2 separate regions of the Mus musculus genome follow, and region 1 is linked to region 2. A link is a contact called in public promoter capture Hi-C data. All regions are on one chromosome and are shown on one strand. The core of a region is the stretch at or near the end of the contact, and the rest is flanking DNA. Distances in the headings are between cores, read along the strand shown. Region 1 holds the start of Gins2 (GINS complex subunit 2 (Psf2 homolog)). Region 2 has its middle 19 kb from the start of Gm39264.

Region 1 (2,700 bases), core at 64-2,563, 220 kb after region 2:
CAGGACAGAGAGGCCTCCTGCACTCCTGACTGCTCCTCTCCATGTAGCAAAGGCAATAGAAGTCTGTTCCCCTGCTCCCCAACCCTGGCCAGCAGACACTGGGAAATGGACTCAGGCTTTGGGGGACAGGGGTGCTAAAGATGCCCCTCAAGGCACAGAAACTGGGGTCCCAGTTTCAAGACTATCAGAGTCACCAGACAGTGGTGGCGCACGCCTTTAATCCCAGCACTTGGGAGGCAGAGGCAGGCGGATTTCTGAGTTCGAGGCCAGCCTGGTCTACAGAGTGAGTTCCAGGACAGCCAGGGCTACACAGAGAAACAAAAAAAGACAAACAAAAACAAAACTTGTTTAAGGTTGCATCTCTGTTCCCCAATCCCTACCTGTACTGGCTAGTTTTGTGTCAACTTGACACAGCTGGAGTTATCACAGAGAAAGGAGCCTCCCTTGAGGACATGCCTCCATGAGATCCAGCTGTAAGGCATTTTCTCAATTAGTGATCAAGGGGGAAAGGCCCCTTGTGGGTGGTGCCATCTCTGGGCTGATAATCCTGGGTTCTATAAGAGAGCAGGCTGAGCAAACCAGGGGAGGCAAGCCAGTCAAGAACATCCCTCCATGGCCTCTGCATCAGCTCCTGCTTCCTGACCTGCTTGAGTTCCAGTCCTGACTTCCTTGGTGATGGAAGTGTAAGCCAAATAAACCGTTTCCTCCCCAACTTGCTTGTTGGTCATGATGTTTGTGCAGGAATAGAAACCCTGACTAGGACACCACCCCACCCCCAGACAGGGTTTCACTGTGTAGTCCTGGCTGTTTGTCCTGCACCTCCCTCTGTGGACCAAGCTGGCTTCAAACTCAGAGATCTTCCTGCCTCTACCGCCTCTAAAGAGTGCTGGGACTACAGGCGTGCGCCATCACTACAGCCCCCTCCCCGTACAAGCCCGCCCACCCGGGCCCGGGAATGCTCACCCACATCCATCCATTCCGGAGGTAACAGGCGGCACTTCTGTCTCTGTTTCAGGTTAATGGCCAGCCACAGGGGCACGTCCACGGGTAAGCCGGGGTTGAAGGGCCCCAGGTCCCCCTGCAAGGACAACGCAGACCCCAGGTGGAAAGGAGCGGTGACCCGAGCATGATCCCAGGCCGCCGCCCCGTACCGCCCTGGCTCACCCCGATCAGGTAGATCTTGTCCAGACTGAAGTTCGGGATGATAGTCACCAACTCCTTTTCGGCCAAAAACTCCACCTCGGCCGCATCCATGTTGAAGAGTAGGCGGCCCAGGCCCGTTACCGCCCCTCCGCGACTCAGAGGCAGCGCCTCAGGCACTTCTTTCCCGCCACCGCGCGGGGCCCGCCCCTCGAACGGAAGACGTCCTGCGGCGGCCCTATAGAGACGTTGCTCTCTTCGCAGCCTCCAAGTCACAGCTAGTACAAACTCGCGGATTGGTCTGTAGGCGGAGCTGTACGCCGGCCCCGCCCCTCTAAGGCCTACCGATGCCCTTTCCAGTACTTGGGCTCCACGCTTCCTGAATCCTGATCCAGCGAGTTACAGCCCTGACGGCCCCGCCCTACTACGTCACTACCCTCTCTAGGCCCCGCCTCTGGCCCGTCCGCTTTTTTTCATTGGTCTCCGGGTCTGCCTCGACTCCGCCTCTTGCCCGCCTACCACGCTCACGGCCCCGCACCTACCTCGTTTGGGTCGGGTCTGTACAGCCCCGCCTCTTGCTCCCGCCCCTCCTTCGTTCGGCCTCGCCCCTCCTGCGCCCGCCCCCTTCTGTCCACGAGCTGGAGGCTGTGTACTTATGGCTTCTTGCTCCTTTGCGTCCTGCAGCAGGCTGAGTCCCTCGCCTGATTCCACTCTTTGAGGGTAAAGGTTTGGAGCCGAGTTTTCACCTGCGCGAAACACAGATCCAGGAATAAACGCATTCATCTCAAAGTCAGCTCCGGGTCCCCGGACATGGCTGGCTGGTCCACACAGACGCCATATCGAAGGAAGTGTTTTCCCTTTAATTTTAGTCTTTGCCCTTTCTACAGATGGTTTAAAAGCAATGAAAATGCGCCTCCCCTATCTGCTCCATGCAGATCCTTCGAGACAGAGCCCAGAATCAGAACTTTGGCAAACCAAACCTCAGGTGAGACTACAGGGACAAGTTTGCACACGTATTATCATTCTTTTATTATTGTTGTTATTGCAATTGTGAAGATGGAACCCCGGTCCTCAAAAATGATAAGCACAGCCTCTTCCACTGAGCTATACCCTGGAGCCTGATGCCCTCAAGCCTTCTGTACAGAGTGCCTTGGTAAGCCAACAGCCCTAGAGTCCTTGCATTAATATGGCCCCACAGGGGCATTTTGAATCAGGAGTCTTGTGAGGACAGCTGAACTATTAATAGGCATTATAATCAGGGTGACTCTGGCAGGGTGCCAGCAGACCAGGGTAGCTCCTGGGGAGGAATAGGTCACCTACAACTGGTAAGGACAAGAGGGGCTGGATCTGAGTGTGAAACCCTCACCACTGGGCGCTGAGGTGAGGTGTAATCTTAGTATTCCATAGGTGGAAGCAAGAAGGATCACCAGCTAGGGACAGCCTGAGTCACTCAGCATTTCCTATCTCAAAAATAAAGATATGCAAGGATAGGGGCGTACTCTAATAGAGGGGTTACCCCCTGTCTTAGTCAGGGTTTCTATTCCTGCACAAACATCATGG
Region 2 (2,700 bases), core at 140-2,639:
CCCTGTCTTCAAAAACAGGATAACGACTGAAGACATCTGACATCAGAGTCTGACCTACACAGACGTGTGTACCTGCCCCTCCCTGAGTCTCCACACAAGCACGTAAACACACACAAAGACTATGCTCGGAGCCACTGAAGTGACTTTTGTGGGCCCTGTGGGTGAAGAGTCATGGGGCCCTAGGGAGACAATGTTATAACTAGCCTGGCCCACCCTCCTGAAGGCCACATATGTGTGACACTTTCCCTGTGTCCTCGGGGGCTTATTCCGTTCAGCTTTTAGTAGTTGCTCACGGGGTTGTAGCCTCTCTCTTCAGCTTCATTCCCATCTGGAAATGTTGTTCCTTCCAATTTGTGGGTCTCTTACCTCCGTGTGTGTGTGTGTGTGTGTGTGTGTGTGTGTGTCTGTGTGTGTCTGTGTGATGCTGGCTGGCCTAGGCGGGCGGGGTGGGGTGTGGGGGACTCGCAAGCTTTCACTGGGTGAATGGGAGCTGGGGTCTGTGCGGCAGTGGATGGAGGAAATTAGAGCCCAGGTATGTGCATCCAAGTGGCTTCTTATCCAACTCTAGAGCCTTCCTTCTCTCCTCAGGGCATGGTCCAGTCAGCACATGTTTTGTACAGGAGCTCTGAGGGTTGAGTGAATTTATTTCAAACACCTGGTGAGGGAGCTATAAGAAGAGCTGCAGAGATGGCCAAGTGTTGAAGGGCACTGGCTGCTCTTCTTGCAAAGGGCCAGGGTTCAAATCCCAGCACCCACATTTAGATAGTGTCCAGCCTCAAGTCACTCCAGCCCAGGGAACCTGGCGCCCTCTCCTGGCTTTCAGAGGGACTGCACAAAGGTGGTGCACTTCCACACAGGCAAAACACTCTCGCCTAAGAAATAAAAACAAACAAATCTTACAAGCAAAACAAAACCAGAAGAAGCAATGCCTTTAGGAAACAGAGGACCCAGCCTTGGTCATGGCTCGGCCAAGGGCACTCAAGGTCACAGCTGAGCTTGTGCCCTGGAGGATGTTCCTGGGAGCAAACACTTGTGTGAGTCTGGGAACGGCCTTCTTCCCGTCACACCGGTTTCCTGTGGTTGCTGTCACATGTCACCTGGAACTTAGTGGCTCCAAACGTGCCTCTTCCTTTTAGGTTAGAGGTCAGAGCTCTCGGCTGGGTTCCAGGCTAAGGCCTCACAGGCTGCTTCCTCCTTAGTGTGTAAGATCTGCCTCGCGCTTGCCCCAGCTTCTGAAAGCCTCAGCTGTCCTTGGCCTGTGGCCCCTTCCTCGTGTTTCTCCTTTCTCTCCCATTGTACCCCTCCCCAGCTGGAATAACCCTGAGACCCCAACACACCCAACTGGCTTATCTAACCTCTCCTTCTGCCTAGGGTTTAATGTCCCAGCTACAGCCACAAGAGGTCCACTTTGCCCTGTGAGGTGGCTCTTTGTTCACAGCTGCAGGAGGAGGTGGTGTCTCATAGAGCCTGCTGGTTGGCGGTCCGTTCCAGTCAGCCTGACTGGGCTGACTATGTCTTTGGTACGGGGTCCCTAGTGTCAGTGAAAGGGGCGGAGTGGACAGGAAGTGTGTCTCTATTCAGGCAGTTGCAGGACAGTGGGGTCACTCCAGAACTCAGGGGTGTGGTGGGCCAGCCTTGTAAGCTGCTGAGTAAGGACAGCCTGCATTTGGACCCCCAAATTCCCCTCTCTTTGCTGAGCAGGTCAGGGGTCAGGATGGTTTCCTGCCCCTCCCGGACAGAAGCTGTGGATGTAGTTTGTCACTGGCCCAGAAGGGGGCGCAACCCAGCAGAGCCAGAAACAGAAGCCTGGAGTGGGTGGGGTTAGCCCCAGGAACCAGGTTCTGCCCCTTCCCCTCCCCTGGGTACCTTGGAGACAGCAGGCAGATCACCCTGGTCCCCACCTCCAAATGCATCCAGAACATAGATCTGCCTAGAACTTTCCCCTGGAACCCCCAAACACTGCCAAAGCTGAGGGCACCTGGAGTGCTCTCTTTCCCCCAAATGCATCAAGATGGACACCAAGAAGAGCAAGCCACAGGGGAAGCACCATGTGACTGGGGACTTTAGAGAGAAGGGAATTCAGAATGGAGACCCTACCAGCTGAATAGGGCAGAGAAGAAGTTCTCTGGGGAGAGACCCGAGACCCTTGACTCAGAAATGCTGGAGCCTCCTGTCCCTCCTCCCTCCCAGTGGCCTGTGTCCCTTGCATCTACAACCCCCACCCCCAAGCAAAGAGCACTGACTAGGCTCTGAAACCCACAGCCCACCTCAGCCTCTGAGAGCCCACCACTTGCCTGGCCTTCTGTGCCGTGGAGCCTCCTCTTGTGGAGCCTCTTCTCCTTTCTCGTCTGAGCCTCCTCCTCCTCCTCCCTGTGTCCCACGCATACGCACATCCTTTCCCAGCACCCCAGCCTTGACTGTGTCTCTTTGACCTTTGACCTTTGTGTTGACCCCCCTTGTGGTGCCAAATTCCTACAGGAATGAGGGCTGTCAGGGTGACCCCTCTGTGTCTTAGGGCATAGCCTTCCTCCTCTGTGCACAAAATGTCTTGGTCAGCTGAGCCTGCCAGGAGAACACGAGGCAGAGAAATCAGGACTATAGGGAAATAGCTGTCACCTCCGAGGGCCTGGTCCCCACAGAAGCCATAGTGGCAGTGCCAGGCAGGACGCTGGGGAGCAGGAGGAAGCCTGCCTTGCCTTG

The links. Promoter capture Hi-C pulls out the DNA fragments that hold promoters and counts their contacts.
Region 1: a contact with region 2 is called in a promoter capture Hi-C map of embryonic stem cells, with 6 times the contacts expected there. The contact joins the promoter of Gins2 here to the enhancer-like site in region 2. A contact is called at or near these places in 19 of 39 promoter capture datasets (the 3T3-L1 cell line, 3T3-L1-derived adipocytes, the C10 cell line and 13 more), 4 of 15 datasets of contacts at CTCF or cohesin (the G1E-ER4 cell line, embryonic stem cells and large pre-B cells), 16 of 484 Hi-C or Micro-C datasets (the AML12 cell line, the G1E-ER4 cell line, the HL-1 cell line and 6 more), 18 of 115 datasets of contacts at active chromatin or transcription factors (the 230-238 cell line, the SCID.adh cell line, acute myeloid leukemia and 10 more) and 6 of 9 other capture datasets (adipose tissue, embryonic stem cells, embryonic tail and 3 more).

The regions. Positions count from the first base shown.
Region 1 is chr8:120,587,762-120,590,461 of GRCm38.p6, forward strand. It overlaps Gins2 (GINS complex subunit 2 (Psf2 homolog)), which reads right to left and starts at 1,314. Exons shown (of 5, transcript NM_178856.1): 1 at 1,165-1,314; 2 at 964-1,078. The coding sequence starts at 1,254. Gm10614 (a long non-coding RNA gene) reads left to right here and starts at 1,416. Exons shown (of 4, transcript XR_003947476.1): 1 at 1,416-2,293.
Region 2 is chr8:120,362,837-120,365,536 of GRCm38.p6, forward strand. It overlaps a transcript of Gse1 not described here. Among named protein-coding and RNA genes, the nearest start is that of Gm39264, 19 kb to the left of the region's middle. Within about 2 kb of position 1,390, at least 97 of the 459 cell types and tissues checked have an H3K27ac peak or open chromatin away from gene starts, as enhancers often do. A contact at or near this core is called in the G1E-ER4 cell line, the HPC-7 cell line, the SCID.adh cell line and 9 more, where this site is marked.